4 separate regions of the Mus musculus genome follow, and regions 1, 2 and 3 are each linked to region 4. A link is a contact called in public HiChIP or PLAC-seq data. All regions are on one chromosome and are shown on one strand. The core of a region is the stretch at or near the end of the contact, and the rest is flanking DNA. Distances in the headings are between cores, read along the strand shown.

Region 1 (4,193 bases), core at 774-3,273, 390 kb before region 4:
GCATAAATCCCACATCATTCTAAATCCTAACAGAACCAAGGACGATGGTGACAAGCTAACAGCTTTTTGCTTTCCTTAGCTTGTGCTCCGTAAACATTACTGCTATTGTGGAGTGGTTCTTATATTCTGTATTAAAATTTCATCCTGCTTAATTTTTTTATTCCAAAAGATTTTGCTCCTTATAAAAGCTAATTGTGTACAAAGAAACTACAACATGTCCTAAATACTCCCATTAACTTAAAAAAACACCCCTTAGTTTATATGATAAAGCTCAATTTTAAACTCAGTGTATTTTACATTTCACAAAGACTAATACTGGGCTTCATGTAAATGTGTGCTAAATACATCGTTAGTAGAAGGAGAGTCATAGCCTGTTTGCAACCTTCCTCAAGAGTCTTAAGTAATCCCTGCTATGACAATTGATCATTATTCCACAGGGAAATTTTTCGGGGAGCAGCAGGTAAGTCAGGTAAAGCTATGTGTTAGTTCTTCGTCTGGGCAGAGAGCTAAGGTTCAATTATTACATATAATAGGCAGAAAACAACTGTGTCACCATGTGCCTTAATTTTTTCTGTAGGGTGTGTGTGTCTCTCTGTGTGTGTGTCTCTGTGTCTCTCTCTCTCTGTCTCTGTCTGTCTGTCTGTCTGTCTCTCTCTCTCTCTCTCTCTCTCTGTGTCTGTGTATGTGTCTGTGTGTGTCTGTGTCTGTGTGTCCGTGTCTGTCTGTGTCTGTTTCTGCGTCTGTTTCTGTGTCTGTGTGTCTGTATGTCCGTGTCTGTCTGTGTCTGTGTGTCTGTGTCTGTCTGTGTCTGTGCCTGTGTCTGTCTGTGTCTGTGCCTGTGCCTGTGCCTGTGCCTGTGTGTCTGTGTGTCTGTGTGTCTGTGTGTCTGTGTGTCTGTGTGTCTGTGTGTCTGTGTGTCTGTGTCTGTGCCTGTGCCTGTGTCTGTGTGTCTGTGTGTCTGTGTGCCTATGCCTGTGCCTGTGCCTGAGCCTGTGCCTGTGTGTCTGTGTGTCTGTGTGTCTGTGTGTCTGTGTGTCTGTGTGCCTGTGCCTGTGTGTCTGTGTGTCTGTGTGTCTGTGTGTCTGTGTCTGTGCCTGTGCCTGTGCCTGTGCCTGTGTGTCTGTGTGTCTGTGAGTCTGTGCCTGTTTGTCTGTGTGTCTGTGTGTCTGTGTGTCTGTGTGCCTGTGCCTGTGCCTGTGTGTCTGTGTGAGGGAACTCAGGGACTTGCATGTAAGGTGCAGGCATCATAGGAGCAGACTATTTGGTGCTAACCCTAATCCACACTGTCCACTTGCATGAGCTCCTTCCAGCTACAACGCACAGACATCTGATGAATTCTATATAGGGCATAAGATGATCTCGTAAGGATTCCAATCAGTGACCAAATGGAGAATATAATAGTCACACTTTCTGTTGCTGTGATAAAATATCGATTATATACAGCATGATGAAGGAAAAATTTGTTTTGCTTCAAAATCTCAAAGGTTTTAATTTATCTGGTTGGAAGAGGGGGGCTTGGTAGAGGAAAACAACTCATGTCATAGAGACCCGGAAGCAAAGCAAGAATGCCTGTGTTCAACAGAACTACCACTTCCACCTCCCCCACCCCAGATTTACCCCCCCCACGCACACACACCTCAAGATGTGTTGGTACCACTTGGGGAGGATTGCCTTGCCTTAGTTAATTGTGTCTGGAAATGTTGCTATAGACACACTTTGAGATGTGCTTATCAGTCTCCTAAGTGTCTTTTAATCCAACAAACTAAAAATGAAGATTAAACATCAGAGGAAAATCGACTCATTCATTCATCCATCCACTCAGTCATCCACTCAACAAATATGTATTGAACACTTGCTGTGTGCTGGGCCCTAGGTCAGTTTTTGCAGATAAAACAGTAAACAAGGCAGATGGAGATGCTACTTTCAATATACTAGAAAATATGGAAGATAGTGGCTAAGATATGCCCATGGCTAGTGAAAGGATGGGAACGTTTGTGCTACTTCCTCCTCTGGGTTTCAACTTCCACATGTCTCTGAGGCTGCCTCTCTATATGGCATGCATTGGAACTTGTTGAGTATCTATCTTTAGCAACCTCATCAGAGCACCCGGCATATGACAGGTCCTAGGCACGTGGTAGCCTCCTTCCTCTCCTGTAATGTCAAGATCCAGCCATACCCTAGATCCCTCATCATGCTGTTTTTGATGTAAGAGTCAGAACATCCAGAAAGAACACAGATGTGAAATAGGGTCTAGCAAGACATAGCTGTGTTAGACAGTGGTCATTGCAAAGGAGAGTGCTTTACTGACCCCACATAAGCATCAGTAACCCTGAGGAGTACTGTGTGCAAATTTAGTGCCATAGACTCCCCCATCACCACTGAAATGTCATGCAAGGCTGCTACTTGAGAACTTGTGATAAGTCCATTCACCTTACAGGAATCTACATAAGAGGTCATCTCTATGACCTTAGATTGTCTGGGTTCAGCTTGGACTGTTAGATACATTGTAACACCAATGCTTCTGTTGACTGTAGAAAATGCAGAGGAGGAAAAGAGAGCAAAGTCCATTATATCCCATGCTGCAGAAGAGAAAATCCTTGCAGGAGTTTGACAATCCAAAGTGGATGGGGGTTTGTCTTTACAGATCCCTATTTATGAACAAAAATAGCAAAACATAATATCCCCAGGCTTTCAGGCAATATTCGCTTATACATCCCAAGGTCAGTTCTGACTAGTAAGCAAGAATGATTGAAAAAGTAAAACTTATGGATCAATTTAGAATACAGTTATCTCTCATTCCTATAAACCATTATCCCTCATACATAGTACAAAATTCATAATAAAAAGTAAATTGTGCCTATCTGGTGTCTTCCTCAAAGTCACAGATGACTTTGATCTTGATGTGGCAATGTTGACATCTTGTGAGTGGAAGCTGGAAGTCAAATGCTAAAGCATGAATCCAGGGCTGTGTAGTGTTTGAGGACATGGAAGCAAATGGAAAGCTATTTAAGACTCAAGAGGGAAGACTGATCTGTGCTCTGGCTAATCTGTGGCTGTTGCACAATGTTGTCCTGGTGTTGGCAGCTCCTCATGCTGATGTCCCCGATGGTTTTTAAAAATAAGAGAGGACAGGAAAAACCAGAATATGGACTACATCCCTACCTAGCATCAAAGCAGATACTCTATTAGAGCATGCCTATTGACAGTTTATTAAGCTTCTGAATCGCCAGTGTGTTTGTTTATTCTATGTTACTGTAACTGAATACTGCAAGCAGTGTCATTGATAAAGAAAAGAAATCTAGTTCTTACAGTTCCAGAAGCTGAGAAGCTCAGAACCAAGTGGGGTTCTTCCCAGGACCTTCTTACATCAACTCATGGTGCAAGCACAGAAAGCATGGTGAGACAGAGGTGAGACTGGTAGCACCATCACAGAAAGCATGGTGAGACAGAGAAGGAACTGGTAGCATCGAGCTGTTTTGGAACCAACATCCAATTGTAGCCCATACAGGATGGAGAAGCACCTAGGGAGCTTTGCTGCCCATCACTGTCACATCAACGATTAGGTTTATGAGTTTGGTTTTGGAGGAACAAACATACCATGTTCCAGCTTTGCTTCACTGCCTGCCTGGTGGCTGACCTCATGATGTGCAAACTCAATTACAGTTTGTTAAGGAGACCAGTTTTCTTTGGGGGTACAATGAGGTTTCCAAGTGATCCTGCCTTCAGGAAGAAGTTCAGCACTAATAAAAAAAATATCTATGCTGATGCCTTGAATCAGCAAGAGATTTGAATTAGGACAGAGATGAGTGACATACTGCTTTAGAGGGGTTCTCCCAATAAGAATGTTGTGGAGCATCACAAAGGTGTGCGCCTGTGGACTTGTGGCCTGAAGGAACTCAAGGAAGGCTCACCTTGATATAGTAGACCATGGAAACTCTTGTGTTGTGTTGTGTTGTGTTGTGTTGTGTTGTGTTGTGTGAGGGAAGCATGGTCTGTGGGGATGGATCTTAAGCTTACATAAGCAGATAAAGGATGAGAATCAAACTTCCAAATTATACCTGAAGAGGACCATCCTCTCCTGCATCCTAAATACCACACCTGTACTCCAGCCCATGACCAGCACGGATGGCTCTCACAAGCCTGATGTCAGCCATCAGGTGTCCTTCCACCGCACTGCCCCCCCCCTCCCCAAG
Region 2 (4,112 bases), core at 1,581-4,080, 340 kb before region 4:
GAGAAAGAATTCAGTATAAGCAATCCAAAAGTGATCTCATTCAAAGAACTCATAGTTGAACTCTGAAAGACCTAGTGTATGGTGATGGCACAGCTGTTGAGCACTTTCCTGCCATGTGTCAGGCTCTGATCTCCATCCCCAGTGTAACTATCACAATAATAGGAATAGAAGGAAGAGAAAGGAGACAGTACAATAAGCCAGCCAGCAAAGACAAACTGGACTAGACCCTATCCTGGGAGAAAACACATGCAGCACAGGTGGGAAATATTATGTATCTTTGATACAAGGAAGAATTTAAACCAGCACAGAGAGAAGGATAGTTTTCCAGCTGTTGATAAGATAGTTTTACCCTCTGCAATGTGTCCTTGCCCCTTTTATGTGGCCTTGATGGTTGATACTGTACATCTCCCAAGTATGTCAGGAGGTATTTTTCTTATATAATCATTTTAAGCCAAATCGTGGACTATAGTGTAGGAAGGCTCCAGAGAAGCAATTCAGCTCTTCTTTAAGCTGACAGTCTTGAAAGGCAAGTCTGTTTAGCCTTCTGACATCTTAGTTGTCCTCCTTGAAGGCAGAGTTAGCTATCAGGGTAGAGAGAGCAAGAGGCAGGAGCTTCCTTCTAAGGCCAGCATGGCTTCCCCAGCTGCACCCCGTAAGCTTTGCTTTGTGCCCCCCAAGAATTTGCCTCCACTCCCAGATTTGTGCTGATGAATCTGAGGAGAGAAACTCTCCAGGGAGAGAAATGAGGTCTGTGATTAAACAGAAGCCTGAGCAGCTCCCACGCAGCTGAACCCAAGAGGACAGGGGTGACAGCCATTCTCCACACTTCTGAGAGTCGCTGTGCATGGGGACTCATTTTCTAATAAATTAGCTCTTCTCTGTGTAACCTCAACCATTATTTATTTAGTTGCTGATCTATTCTGTTATTACAGGACACCACCACAAGAAAAACACAACTTAAAATTGCACCATGCACTTTTCTTACCGGTCACACAATAGTTTGAACCTATTTATATCCACTTTTCCCCTTTCAGTAGCTCAAACTTGGGAATCCCTTGCTGCTATTTAGATCTCTGAATTTTCATGCTATTACCCTTTCCTCTTTAATGAAAAGTATCCTGAAAGAATCCTCCATCGGAAACCACTTTAACAAAACCTAAGGAATTGGGTGACTCAGTAGATAAACAGCTCTCCTCCACTGGGAGTGAAGTTCAGGTCCAGCTTCAAGTCTAAATTAAATGAGCTTGATCGTATCTCTCCAGTCTCTTGTGAACAGCAGTCCAGAGCACTGAACTGTATGAATAATTCCACCACTCGGCATGATTGATAGTCTGGGCTCGAGAGAGTCCTGGAATTGAACTAACAACCACACTAAATCGTATCGCATCTTTAAGGAGATAGCCCTGTTTAGCAAGGGCTCAGGTACATGGAAGGGCCATGTTAAGCAGCATGCATCATCCTTTGCAGTGACTGGGCAGAGGATGGCGCCGGCTCAGCTCGGCACTCGGCATTGGTGTCTGCAGCTCAGATGCACTGGTGATTTATTGCTTTCTCTGGGGTTTCCTCTCGCTTCGACTTTTTGCATGTGATATTATATCTACTGATAAATACGTGAATTTTTCTTGCTAAGTAATTTGTCTCTAGCAGTGATAAGAGATATCTGTATTTTGAAAAAGGAAAAGATTCCCTCTGCTGAAGTCTGTGTGTATTTGCTGGGATCCAGAGCCCATTGTAGTTTTCTACCTCCTACTTGGCATTCAGTGGCATGACTTTTTAAGAAAGCCGAGATGTCACGGCTGCATCTGAGCCTGTCTACTCCACTTACTTTGCCGTATCTGTTGCTTTACCTGTGTAGAAATGACAGCCCAGGAGAACTGGGACTGAAGAACAACGGGGTAGCCTTAGCTATGTCACAGCTGAGCATCCACTGAACAACCCCATTTGTTTTCAGACTTAATCCCATTCTTCACTGGCATAGGAAGTTTCTTTTGGGTATACAGCATGAAAACCGATATGCAGAAGAAAATAATTTCAAACTTTATTGCAAGTAATTCTTAAAGAAGAATGCCCGCGTCCCCTCCAGAAGTTAGCATTAGTAAAGCAGAAGCTTGAATCTGGTTTGTGTTTTTTAAGCATTGAAAGTGATTGCTCCCATGAATTCTGGGGTTAAAGTGACCTTGAGGTCATTTCCGACCCACTCAAGCTAACATCAGACAGCACTGATCTATCTTTGGCCCAGGCTAGAAAGGCTGCAGAGCTTGACTGGCAGGGCTGATGTGCACTGCCTCCTCCCTTCCCCTCCCCCTTTCTCTCTCCATCTCCCCCTCCTTCTCCCTTCCCCTCTCTTACAGGTATCAGTCCCCTAACAAAAGTCATTTACGTATGCTGAAACAGGGAAGAAGGGTGGTGTATCCTTTTTTCAGATGTAAATGCACTAACTCTGTGGACCTCTAATGCACGCACAAGCTGTGTCTCCTTCTAATGCACGCACAAGCTGCCTTTGGGTTTTCCTGTACACGCAGCACAAAATCAGGAATGGAAGACAGTATATAATTGATTGATACCTTCCTTAAAACATCTAATAATCATAAGGATGAACTATTACTACAGTGTGCCAATTTCAACTGTTTTAAAGATTTGATTATAGGAAAACTAAACCCTTAAAATCTCAGTGTCTTTGCACAGTTCCTGCTTGCTAATTGGCAAATGAAAAGCACTGTTTTCCTGCTCGGAGCTTCTGCTGTGTTTTAGGTTGTAGTAGATTGAAGGGGAAATGTCCCCTTACTTGGCTTACTTGGTCTGCAGATGGCAGCAGTGTTTGGGAAGGCTGTGGAACCACCAAGGGGAAGTGAAGCCTCTTTGGAGGAAAGATTGCCTAGGGGCAGGCAGTGAGATGTCATAGCCCAGCCCCACTTCCGCACTCACTCTCCAGTGTGGATGCTATGTGACCAACCAAGCACCTGTCTGTCTGCTGCTGTATCTTAGACACCAGGATGGGCTGCGATGCTCTGGGAGTGTGAGCCAGAGCAAACCCTTCCTCCATTCCTTTGCTTTTGTCAGGTTATATTATCACAGCAACAGAAAAGTAACTAAGAGTAGACTAATATGCTCAGCTAATTAATTGTTTCATTTTATATGTGGTACCGAAAAGCTCAAAGCAACAGTCTATTTTAATGTACTTTAAATTAAGTTTTCTGCTGCATTAGAAAAGAAAATGATGGTTTGGTTATTTAATTGTCAGACTAATGAGGCAGGTGCTTTAGAATCTCTTGCCTCATGTTAAACATGAGAAACAAGGGGTATGTATATTATACACATATGCGCACACACACACACTGCTAAGCCTCTCAATGTAAAATTAATAGCACCAAATATTTTAACCTTATTTTTGGAATTGTGTAAGCATTTGGCCACAAACATTGGTTCACTCTCTAAATACTTCCGTGCCTAATGCTACATAACACCGCCCAATAGTTGTCGAGGACAGTTTTCTTCTTTGCCTTGCTAATATTTTCCATTTTAACTAAACACATTTTGAGACCTACTATGAGCTTGCCATTGTGCTGGGTGGTAAAACTGTGTTACTTGTTCTCTTGAATCCGGTAGTTTACGCGTGTGGCATGTGGCGGCGAAGGGCAATGCAATAAAGGCAGAGCTTGGGCGAGTGAACCTTTGATACCTAATCCTATAAACTGATTCCTCTGTTACTTTGCAGAGATGAATGTTGACAAATCAGGTCATAGTTTGTTACACTTTGTCCTAAATTACTGATTAGGCTGGAGTCAGTAATTGAGAATATAGAAAAATAAACTTGTAGTAGTAATTAACTGTGTGGCCCAGGACCAACAACTAGTACTGGGTAACTGGAAATATACCGGTCACTGTATAAATATACCCAGAGATCACTCCTACATGCTGATATGCCTGGACTTAAAAATGAAATTGTCTTGAGACTGCCTGCCATTTCCAGACCTACAGGGAAGGAAGCCAAAAACAAATGAGAACAGGAGAAAAAGAAAGGGAAGAAGAGAAGCAGAGGGATAATTGACTGGCTCCAGTAGGAGGGGCTGCAAGCAGGAAGAAGGGTGTTTTTGATTCCCAGGGTGGTCATA
Region 3 (4,213 bases), core at 19-2,518, 370 kb before region 4:
TTTATCCCAAAAGAGAACAGGTCACATGTATGAAGAAGTATGGTGACACAGGGCTTTCTTTAACCCTAGCACTTGGGGAGCAGAGGCAGGTAGACCATTGTCAGTTGGAGGTTATCCTGGACTACACAGCAAATCCTATGTTAGCCAGAGCCACACAGTGAGAAATCTTGTCTTTAAAAATAAAATTAAAAAAATAAAATAAACCTTTAAAAAGGAAACAAAATGACTTTAAAGCATATATAGTTTCAAGTGGTAGGAGTCCCCAGCAATTCGGGGTCTAGTTAGACTGGCTTCCTTTCCCATTCCCATGCGTCAGTGGAAGTAGAAACCAGGGAGGCTCCAACACACTCCCAAAGAGCAGCATGGAATTATTATAGCCCATAGTTTCCTATAGATGTGACTTCTGAAAACCCACTCATCAGTGGTCATGGTTTAAAAAGGCATTTTTATTTTTATTTTTTTATATTTTTTTACCATCCCTAAGCAGAGAGATGTCATACTGAGAAATGTTAGGCACATGCTCTGACAGCATAGTTTATGCATGCCCTGAGTCACTAGAAACACCTGGTCCTGGATTAGTTTGTTCTCATCAATTTGCACAAGTAAAACTAGGAACTACATTATTTTCAACAAACAGCTTCATTTTCTGCTCATTTATTTCGGCTTTGCATGAGGTGCGGAGACATCACAGTGTGACCGAGACAATAAAGTGGCCTCTTTGGTCTGCAGATGAAGAGTCATTGGGTCCCAGAAGATGGACAGTTCCACACAAAGGGTTTTGCAAGAACAAGTGTGTGAGATTTTGTTCTCTATCAAAGACAACTCTCACTCATAGTTCAGAACTCGAGGGTTTTTTGCCTTCTGTTACCAGAAAAAACTCTTGTTGGCTGTGGTTTGAAATTACTTACTTGGAAAAAAAAATCTCTTCAAATATTTTGAAACAATAAATCGACTGAGATAGCTACTGCATTTAGAATAGTTACAGATCATATACATACATTTGTACACACATGCAAGCGTGCACACACATGCACGCACACAATAGAAACTGGCCATGCTTGGTCTATGAACTTCTGTCTTCAGGCATCTGTCTAGTGCTGGTTTAGTGTGATTCTTGATGATGCTGAATCACAGTCTGTGCTATAGTTTGTTTTTGCAGCAACTGTTTGTGTTACTCTGTTCTGTTCTTTTCTTCACTCCTCCCCTTCCTCTTTTTAAAGATTGGTTGACTTCTATAGTATCTTTTAGATACAGGCTGCTCTTCTCTATTTTGTGGTTGCTTTGTGTGTTACAATACAGATGCCTCACCCTTTACCGATTGCTTAGGTTAGCACATACATGCATCCCTCCCCTATGGTCTTTAGCTGTATAGCTTTTTGGTTTACGTTGCTAGGCTTAAATCTACCAACACTAAAAACATCACAAGACAGTGAAACAATTTTAGTGCTAATCAGCCATACATGTTTTTATGACCTAAAAATGTTTTTCCTTACCCCCATCCTTGAAGGATATTCCTAGCAGACTTCTGAGGCCATGTTTTCTCGGAGGGTCATGAAGATGTGTCTCTCCTGCCTTCTGCTGATGTGACGTCTGAACATTGGAATCGTTCTTCCTTTGTGTGTAATGTTCTCTTTCCTTGGTTCTTTAAGACTTTCCCTTGTCATGGCCTCTTGCATTTAGATGCCAGCACATCCAGATATGATTTCTTTGACATGTTTTTTTCTTGCAGTATGTTGAGAGTCTAGAATCTATGCTTATTGACTAGAATCTAATTGGGGGGAGATTTTTGTCTGTTGCTTTTTTTCAGATATTTCTTTCTCTTTTCCCTGTACAGTGAGTGAACTAACATTTATGTTAATTATGTTAATTAGCAGCAATCTTTTGCTTTCTTGTCAGCATTTTGACCTTCACTGCTTTTCTTGTGACACTTTCCTGTTTTGGAGAGACTGTGTCTTGCCAAAGACTGCCAATAGTCTCATGAACTGTTCTACTGCAGTACAAAGTAAGAATTTTTGTGAATATTAACTTTTCCTAAGTCTATCCGAGATGTAATTGTCCCCTTCCTTCTAGCAACAGGCTCCTGGCCGCTTTGGTATTTATCCTCACACACAGCCAGGTCTCCCTAAAGTCAACATCTGTCCACAGACTCACTGACACACACAAGTGGTTGCAAATACCCCCTTCATAGAACACCAGCTTCTTTTTCTTCTATATATACCTCTGTAGATGCTTTCCCCAAAAGTGCCAATTGTGAGGACACTCCTTTCTGACTCTGCCTTAGATATCTGGCTTTGTAGACTATCCCTCCGAAGTTCATATTCACTCCTCATGTTGCATGTGCCTCGGGTCCATCGTGTTGTCTTATTTATTGCCGTGGTGGTTCCACCCACACAGCTGGGAAGACCCCTTGCATGCAGCCTGTCTCTCGGCACACTGAATAATGTGCAGAGTCACCGGAAGACTGCTGACTCCCAGCCTCCACGCTGCAGTCTTTCCGCAGGACACATGCCGCCACCCCTCTTCTCCACTTCTGCCTGCAAATGTGGGAACTTTACAGTCCTAGCAAGTGGCCTTGCTTCTGGAATGGGAAACAAAATATCTGGCTCTGAAGCACATGAGTCAGCACTGTGACCTTTGCATCTGAGTCAGAAGCCACATGTCTCTGAGTCCATTTCAGAGACAAATTTGAGTCTCTGTGTCCAGACAATTTTAAATCACAGAGTGCACTCTGATCCCAGAGTCATGAATTAAGAAAGCAATTATATCTGTCTTCTACCTTTGCTCTCTTTGTTGTGAAGCCCAGGTCAGAGAAATACTTCCTCCATTTTACAGCTTGAAATACCCAGCTCTAGAATAAAAAAGTAAATTCTTGAGATGTTTATGATTAAAATAAAATAAATTTGAATCAGTACTACAAAACACACACACACACACACACACACACACAAACCTAAGACATTACTAGAGCCTTACCCCCTTGCCACTCACGCCGGAAAACCTGTCTTCTCTGTCTTACCTCATCCATCTCTGCCTTTACCCTTAATCTTTCTCAATTCCTTCTCGCACACTCTTTCCTTCTCCCCTCTCTTCCCATTTCCTCTCCCACTCCTTCCCTCTCTTTAGCCCTGTCTCTGACATTCATTGTACTCCTGTTTCCAGGCTTTGGTTCATGGCTGTGTGACTGCTCACAATCACGAACTAATTAACTGGCATACAAACGGCAAATGGCACACAAGGTGCATGCTGTGTCTACCTGCCCTGTGACTGAGGCTATTCAAAACGATCATGCCTGGAAGGCACTACTTTTCTTGTTTTGTTTTGTTTAATCAGCAAATTCAATATACATTTATTTAGACACCAGATTGTTCAAAACAATAATATTCAATAAATTGAACATTGATTTTTTTCCTCATTGTAAGGGATGTTCATTTTCATAGATATTTCCCTGAGTTAAATTCATTTAAAATATATTCTGTTAGAAAATTTGACAATTTTTTTTTTAGTAACCATTAACTAATATCGAATTATACTCCGATACCTCTGGAAGAACCTAATGCAACCATATGAACATCAAATGAACACATAACTATCTGGCCTAGATGCCATAACAATTTATAAGGAAAAATTGAAAGAACTTCTGAAATGTTACATGTTTACCAGTGTTAAGGACAACGCATGGATACAGCTTCCTAGAACAGTTGTTCTCTGTCTGGATCCAGTCTGCAATCATGTTGGGTTTTTTTGTTTCTTGTTTTTCAGTTTTTTTGATTGTTGTTTTTTTTTGTTTTTTGTTTTTGTTTTTTGTTTTTTGTTTTGTATATTTCAGATACCTACAAAAATGATTTTTAAAACTGAAGAAGTGTAGTAACATTTAGGGAGGCAGATCTATATGTATGCGATAGAGCACATTGACAGGTAGGCTAATGAGAGACAGTTTATACAGCAGAATAAATTGTCTATCATATTGGAAAAGAGATTATTATTCATAAGTATTAATAGGAAACAACTCAAGAATATAATTAAAACTGTTCAGTGGATGAACAATAAAATGCACAGCTCCACAGCAAGTTTGGCCATCTACTTACTAAATAAATGATTCTACTTTCATTTCAAATGTAAATACACTTTGTCGGTTCCTCTTTCGTATTCTAGCAAGAGGCATTGAATCAAGTTCATACATAATAGTCACTGCAGTAATATCAGAATGTGAGAG
Region 4 (4,252 bases), core at 36-2,535:
AAGATCACCGGAGTAGAAGCCACAACGATAGACAACCACAAAGTAGTCGTGTTTACAAACTCAGTCCTATCACCTCACAAAATGGCGACAGAATCTGTACATTCTTTTGATCAAAGCTACGCAATGCTCACTGAAAACATTTACTAAATATTCCTACTAACTCGCACTTTTCCACGAAATGCCCTGGTGCAGAAGCACAAGAAATTCAGTCTTTCTCCTGTGCGGAATGTTTAGGAATCACATAGTCAGGTCTGGGTGACAGGGCAGGGTGGGATCCTGGGGACATGTTTTGAATCTTCCAACATGAAGTCTTAGCTCTCTACAACTGACTTACAGGCTGTCACGGAGCTGCGCAGAGCTTCTAGTGTGTTCAAAAGGAAGCTAGGGCTCAGTTTCTGCTTTGCCTCCCTTTGGCAGAGCTAAAGTTTGGGCCATGACCAGGCCTGAGGTAGGATTTCCTAGTTTTTTTTTTTTTTTTAGCATCCTAGGAAGATAGATGAGCGGAGCCAAGGTTACTTGTTTCTTGCATCCGGAACGAGTGTTTTAAAGTAACAAAACCTTAATCTTTTTGGATATTGAGACCTACAAAGGAAAATAATCAGCATTGTATGGATGACTTCAATAGACTAGCTGCCTGCAGACTCCCCCGCCTGGGAGTGACATTGAGGGAGCCCTCAGATCTCGGTGTCTGGAGACGCGAGCCAATGGGGGCTAGGCAGACGATTCTTTCTGGTGCTTGATGTTCCGGACATTCCGACGTCCCCGGTTCATTTCCAATGTATGAATACATCACTCTTTCTATTAAGATACCACGAAGACCACCTGTTACTACAGGTGATTTACATTCCAAGCTAGAATTATAGATTCCTTTATGCAAACATATTTAGGGAGAGTTCACTTTAAGACGGAATTTAGCTCCCTAATGAAAACAGCGCATAAAGGACCCTAACAGCTTCTGCGAGAGGTCCAGACTCTTAACTGGAGAAAGTGGGGCTTAAAAGAAAATGCGGGTAGGTTCTTTGTCTCCTAGGAAACTCATTTCCGACTTGGGAATCGGGCGAGTTACTCCCCTGCCTCACGCACATTCCTACCCGCTCCAGAGCGCTCCAGCGGGCAAAGATGGAACTCTGTTCTTTCTTTTGTGTAGCCCGACCGTTTGTTTCTCTCCTGACAACAGCTTCTCCTCCCTTCATCCTCCCCGCTTTCTTCCGGGCCTGGGAACTGCGAGGCCAGGAGCTGTGTGGCCGTCCCTTTGCCGGGTTTCGGGTCCCTGTGCGCAGGCACGCATTCATTAGCGCCACAAGAGCACCAGAGTCCCGGACACCTCATAAATATTTAGAGGTTCCCACCACCTTCCAGAGAGCCAGGGGGAGAAAGAGAATTTAGTGTGGAGTTGGTCAGGGTAATATGCATGTGAATCAGAAGTGGGGACAAAGGATGAAAGGTGCTGGAAACTCCAACAAACCCGTGATCCCCGGGGGTCATTCTGCCTGTTCCTGCCCACACTATCCCGGGCCGGCCTTCTTCCTGCGCATGAGCGGACTGAGCCTGTTTCCGAAGACTGTTGGCAAAGGATGTGTGCTCTTTGTTCTGTCCCGCTCTTTCTTAACAGACAGGTTTGCTTTGCCCTCTCCACTGCGCTGGCGGCTGCCTTCTCCTTTGCCACCCACAGAAGTGAGGCATGAAGATCTAGGGGTCTACACTAATACGTAAGGCAAGAAAAGGGAACAGAATGTGGCTGTGTCGGGGAAAACGTGCGCAAAATCAGCCTGTGGGTTAGACACAATACATCGACACTCACTATGGAAGGTTGAAAAACTTCCATAAATGTTCTGTGCACAGAACCCAGAATCCCAAGAGAAAGTCTGCACGCAAACAGCTACCTTGACACCCACACACCCTATGAAGCTTTTAAAAACTATTTTTAAACACTCCTCCTGGCTTTTATTTTGGGAGGTCTGGAGTGCACAGAGCAAGGGAGAGAGCAAAGGCTCAGAGCTCAAGAGAGGAAGCTAGAGCAGTCTTCCTTTCTTCCTAAAGCACTGTCTCACAGGAAGGATGACCAATGGCCTTAAAGCCTGGGAGTGAATACAGGGGCAGTAAAGGATGGATTGGCCAGGCTAGTTTTCATCAGAAAGGAAGAGGATGGCAACATGGAACTAAGCAGCTTTGGGACAAAGACTCCTCTGTGGAAAGGGGGTTGCTTTAACCAGGTAGGAATTTTAAGTCAAAGCCTTGTAATACCTAACAGTGGTTGAGATGAAACACATGGATTATAGGTCTTATGAAGCATCCTGCTTAGTTTGGGGTACACACTATACAGCAATGAGAGCCTGAATAGTTAGCAATAGAAAATAACTTACATCCTAGTTCACATTTTGGAAATACCTGGGATTGCAACTATGTTGCTTTGAACGAAAGTGTACAAATATTACTAGTTAAATCTTACTATTAGGAAACATCGGAGGAAATGTGCTAAATTTCATAAAAACTTCCAATTTGCCCCAGTTCACTACTTACTACAAGAAACCTTCAATCAGATAGAAGCTCACTGAAAATTAAAAGGAATCTGGACAAAGCTGGTAAACTGGTACCTTGCCCTTATAAGCTGGTGAAAACTAGCTCCAATCACCTTAAGGCAGGAGGAAGTTTATGGATCAGGGTGACAGAAATGTGAATCAACCGTAATGAGCTCAAGAGCCCCAACAAGCCACAGGGAAATGCTCTCTTCAGCTCTGCTTTTTCCTGACTTCTTCAGCAAGCCCCTCACCGAGCTACCAGGATTCCTGAAGCATCTTTATCTTCAGCCAGTAATCTGCCTAAACAAGGGGCCCTGTTTTCTGCTGACAGCTTCAGCAGCACTTGCCACTCTTGCTTTGGGTCAAGTAGTAGCTATCCTTGAACCAGTTACTGGGACCAACATTGTGTGTCCCTCCACTCATCGTGGACTGCCTGCTCAACTTGGTGACTGTGGCAATCCATTTCTCTGAGAGGGGAGAGGGAAGTACCTCTTCTTACAGGAAGGTAAAGGACAGGGCGCCTACTGGACAGGTACCACCAGTGACATCACTCACATTCCACGATTCAGTACTGGCCCTTTCTCCAGCGCAGGGTCTATCTGTGGCCTGCCAAGCGCATGTTGGTGAAAATACAACACAACCTTATCTGGGCTACGGGATCGTGGCAAGGGAAAGCTCTCGAGAATGGCCTTTGCCCATGCTTTCATTGTGGGACCTGTGTGGCTCCTACCCAGCTGGCTTGAATCAGTCAGGCAATGATGGAGAGCAGAAAAAAAAAAAAAGGATATTTGCAGGCCAGGCCTAGAAGGGGTGCAACCAGTTATATCCTGTTGACCGGAAATCATCACATGGTCACACCTAGTCTTTGGGTAAGTGTGAAAGGGAGGTTTTGTGTGCAGGATGAAAGGGAAATAACGTTTAATAAACTACCACCAATCTTTATCTCATGACTGTTGTGCAAGTGGGTTTGAAATCATGGGTGCACACTGCTGCTCCGTCCAAGCCGTAACTACACTCCTACTGTGATGGTTCCCATAGACTAACTCGAAGTATGCACTACCCCACATCCACACGTGGGGATCCACGCATGAATGCAGCAAGCAGCATCCCCATGGGAAGAGGGATAAACAGTCACAGAGAGGCCAATTACTTGTACTGGGTTGCAAAGCTAGAAATCGGTGGAGCCATGATCTCACAGAAGATGAGCTAGGTGGAGTTGCTCTTGGAGACAATAAGAGAAGTGTTTTTGAGGGAATAGGAGGTGCCACGCTTTGAAAGAGCACTCAGCCAGGGGAAGACATAGAAAAGTGCATCTTACTTCATACATGGTGTCCCAGAGGAAGGCTCATCTGGAGATGCAGCTTAAAATTGAGATGTGCCGGGTGGTGGTGGCGCACGCCTTTAATCCCAGCACTTGGAAGGCAGAGACAGGTGGATTTCTGAGTTTGAGGCCAGCCTAGTTTACAAGGTGAGTTCCAGGACAGCCAAGGCTATACAGAGAAACCCTTTCTCGAAAAAAAAAACCAAAACCAAAACCAAAACAAACAAAACAAAACAAAACAAAAACCCCAAATAAAATAAAATAAAATAAAATTGAGATGTACATGATGTACATAACCATATTCAGCAGGCTCTGGAGGGTCTTTTCCCATGGCACCTGACAGCCTATGGAGACAACCTGCATGGATGACATTTAGGTAGTTGGTGAGGTAGCCATGTGCTACCACTAAGGG

Evidence for each region. HiChIP or PLAC-seq counts read pairs in DNA pulled down with a chosen protein or histone mark.
Region 1: an H3K4me3 HiChIP or PLAC-seq map of bone marrow-derived macrophages shows a contact between it and region 4, with 5 times the contacts expected there. The contact joins two enhancer-like sites. A contact is called at or near these places in 8 of 39 promoter capture datasets (the 3T3-L1 cell line, 3T3-L1-derived adipocytes, cancer-associated fibroblasts and 4 more), 11 of 484 Hi-C or Micro-C datasets (the 3T3-L1 cell line, brain, cerebellar granule neurons and 6 more) and 7 of 115 datasets of contacts at active chromatin or transcription factors (bone marrow-derived macrophages, embryonic basal ganglia, embryonic forebrain and 4 more).
Region 2: an H3K4me3 HiChIP or PLAC-seq map of bone marrow-derived macrophages shows a contact between it and region 4, with 4 times the contacts expected there. The contact joins two enhancer-like sites. A contact is called at or near these places in 4 of 39 promoter capture datasets (the 3T3-L1 cell line, hippocampal neurons and liver), 3 of 484 Hi-C or Micro-C datasets (cortical neurons and nephron progenitors) and 4 of 115 datasets of contacts at active chromatin or transcription factors (bone marrow-derived macrophages, embryonic basal ganglia, embryonic hindbrain and 1 more).
Region 3: an H3K4me3 HiChIP or PLAC-seq map of bone marrow-derived macrophages shows a contact between it and region 4, with 4 times the contacts expected there. The contact joins two enhancer-like sites. A contact is called at or near these places in 5 of 39 promoter capture datasets (the 3T3-L1 cell line, cancer-associated fibroblasts, liver and 1 more) and 6 of 115 datasets of contacts at active chromatin or transcription factors (bone marrow-derived macrophages, embryonic basal ganglia, embryonic forebrain and 3 more).

What each region holds. Positions count from the first base shown.
Region 1 is chr17:10,722,946-10,727,138 of GRCm38.p6, reverse strand. The region is part of intron 2 of Pacrg (PARK2 co-regulated); the gene reads left to right. Among named protein-coding and RNA genes, the nearest start is that of Gm16169, 83 kb to the left of the region's middle. Within about 2 kb of position 2,023, at least 16 of the 459 cell types and tissues checked have an H3K27ac peak or open chromatin away from gene starts, as enhancers often do. A contact at or near this core is called in bone marrow-derived macrophages, where this site is marked.
Region 2 is chr17:10,673,984-10,678,095 of GRCm38.p6, reverse strand. All of the region lies in intron 2 of Pacrg (PARK2 co-regulated), which reads left to right. Among named protein-coding and RNA genes, the nearest start is that of Gm52294, 120 kb to the right of the region's middle. Within about 2 kb of position 2,830, at least 5 of the 459 cell types and tissues checked have an H3K27ac peak or open chromatin away from gene starts, as enhancers often do. A contact at or near this core is called in bone marrow-derived macrophages, where this site is marked.
Region 3 is chr17:10,701,331-10,705,543 of GRCm38.p6, reverse strand. The region is part of intron 2 of Pacrg (PARK2 co-regulated); the gene reads left to right. Among named protein-coding and RNA genes, the nearest start is that of Gm16169, 100 kb to the left of the region's middle. Within about 2 kb of position 1,268, at least 18 of the 459 cell types and tissues checked have an H3K27ac peak or open chromatin away from gene starts, as enhancers often do. A contact at or near this core is called in bone marrow-derived macrophages, where this site is marked.
Region 4 is chr17:10,332,459-10,336,710 of GRCm38.p6, reverse strand. No RefSeq gene overlaps it. Among named protein-coding and RNA genes, the nearest start is that of 1700110C19Rik, 10 kb to the right of the region's middle. RefSeq lists an enhancer at 1-3,148. Within about 2 kb of position 1,285, at least 204 of the 459 cell types and tissues checked have an H3K27ac peak or open chromatin away from gene starts, as enhancers often do. A contact at or near this core is called in bone marrow-derived macrophages, where this site is marked.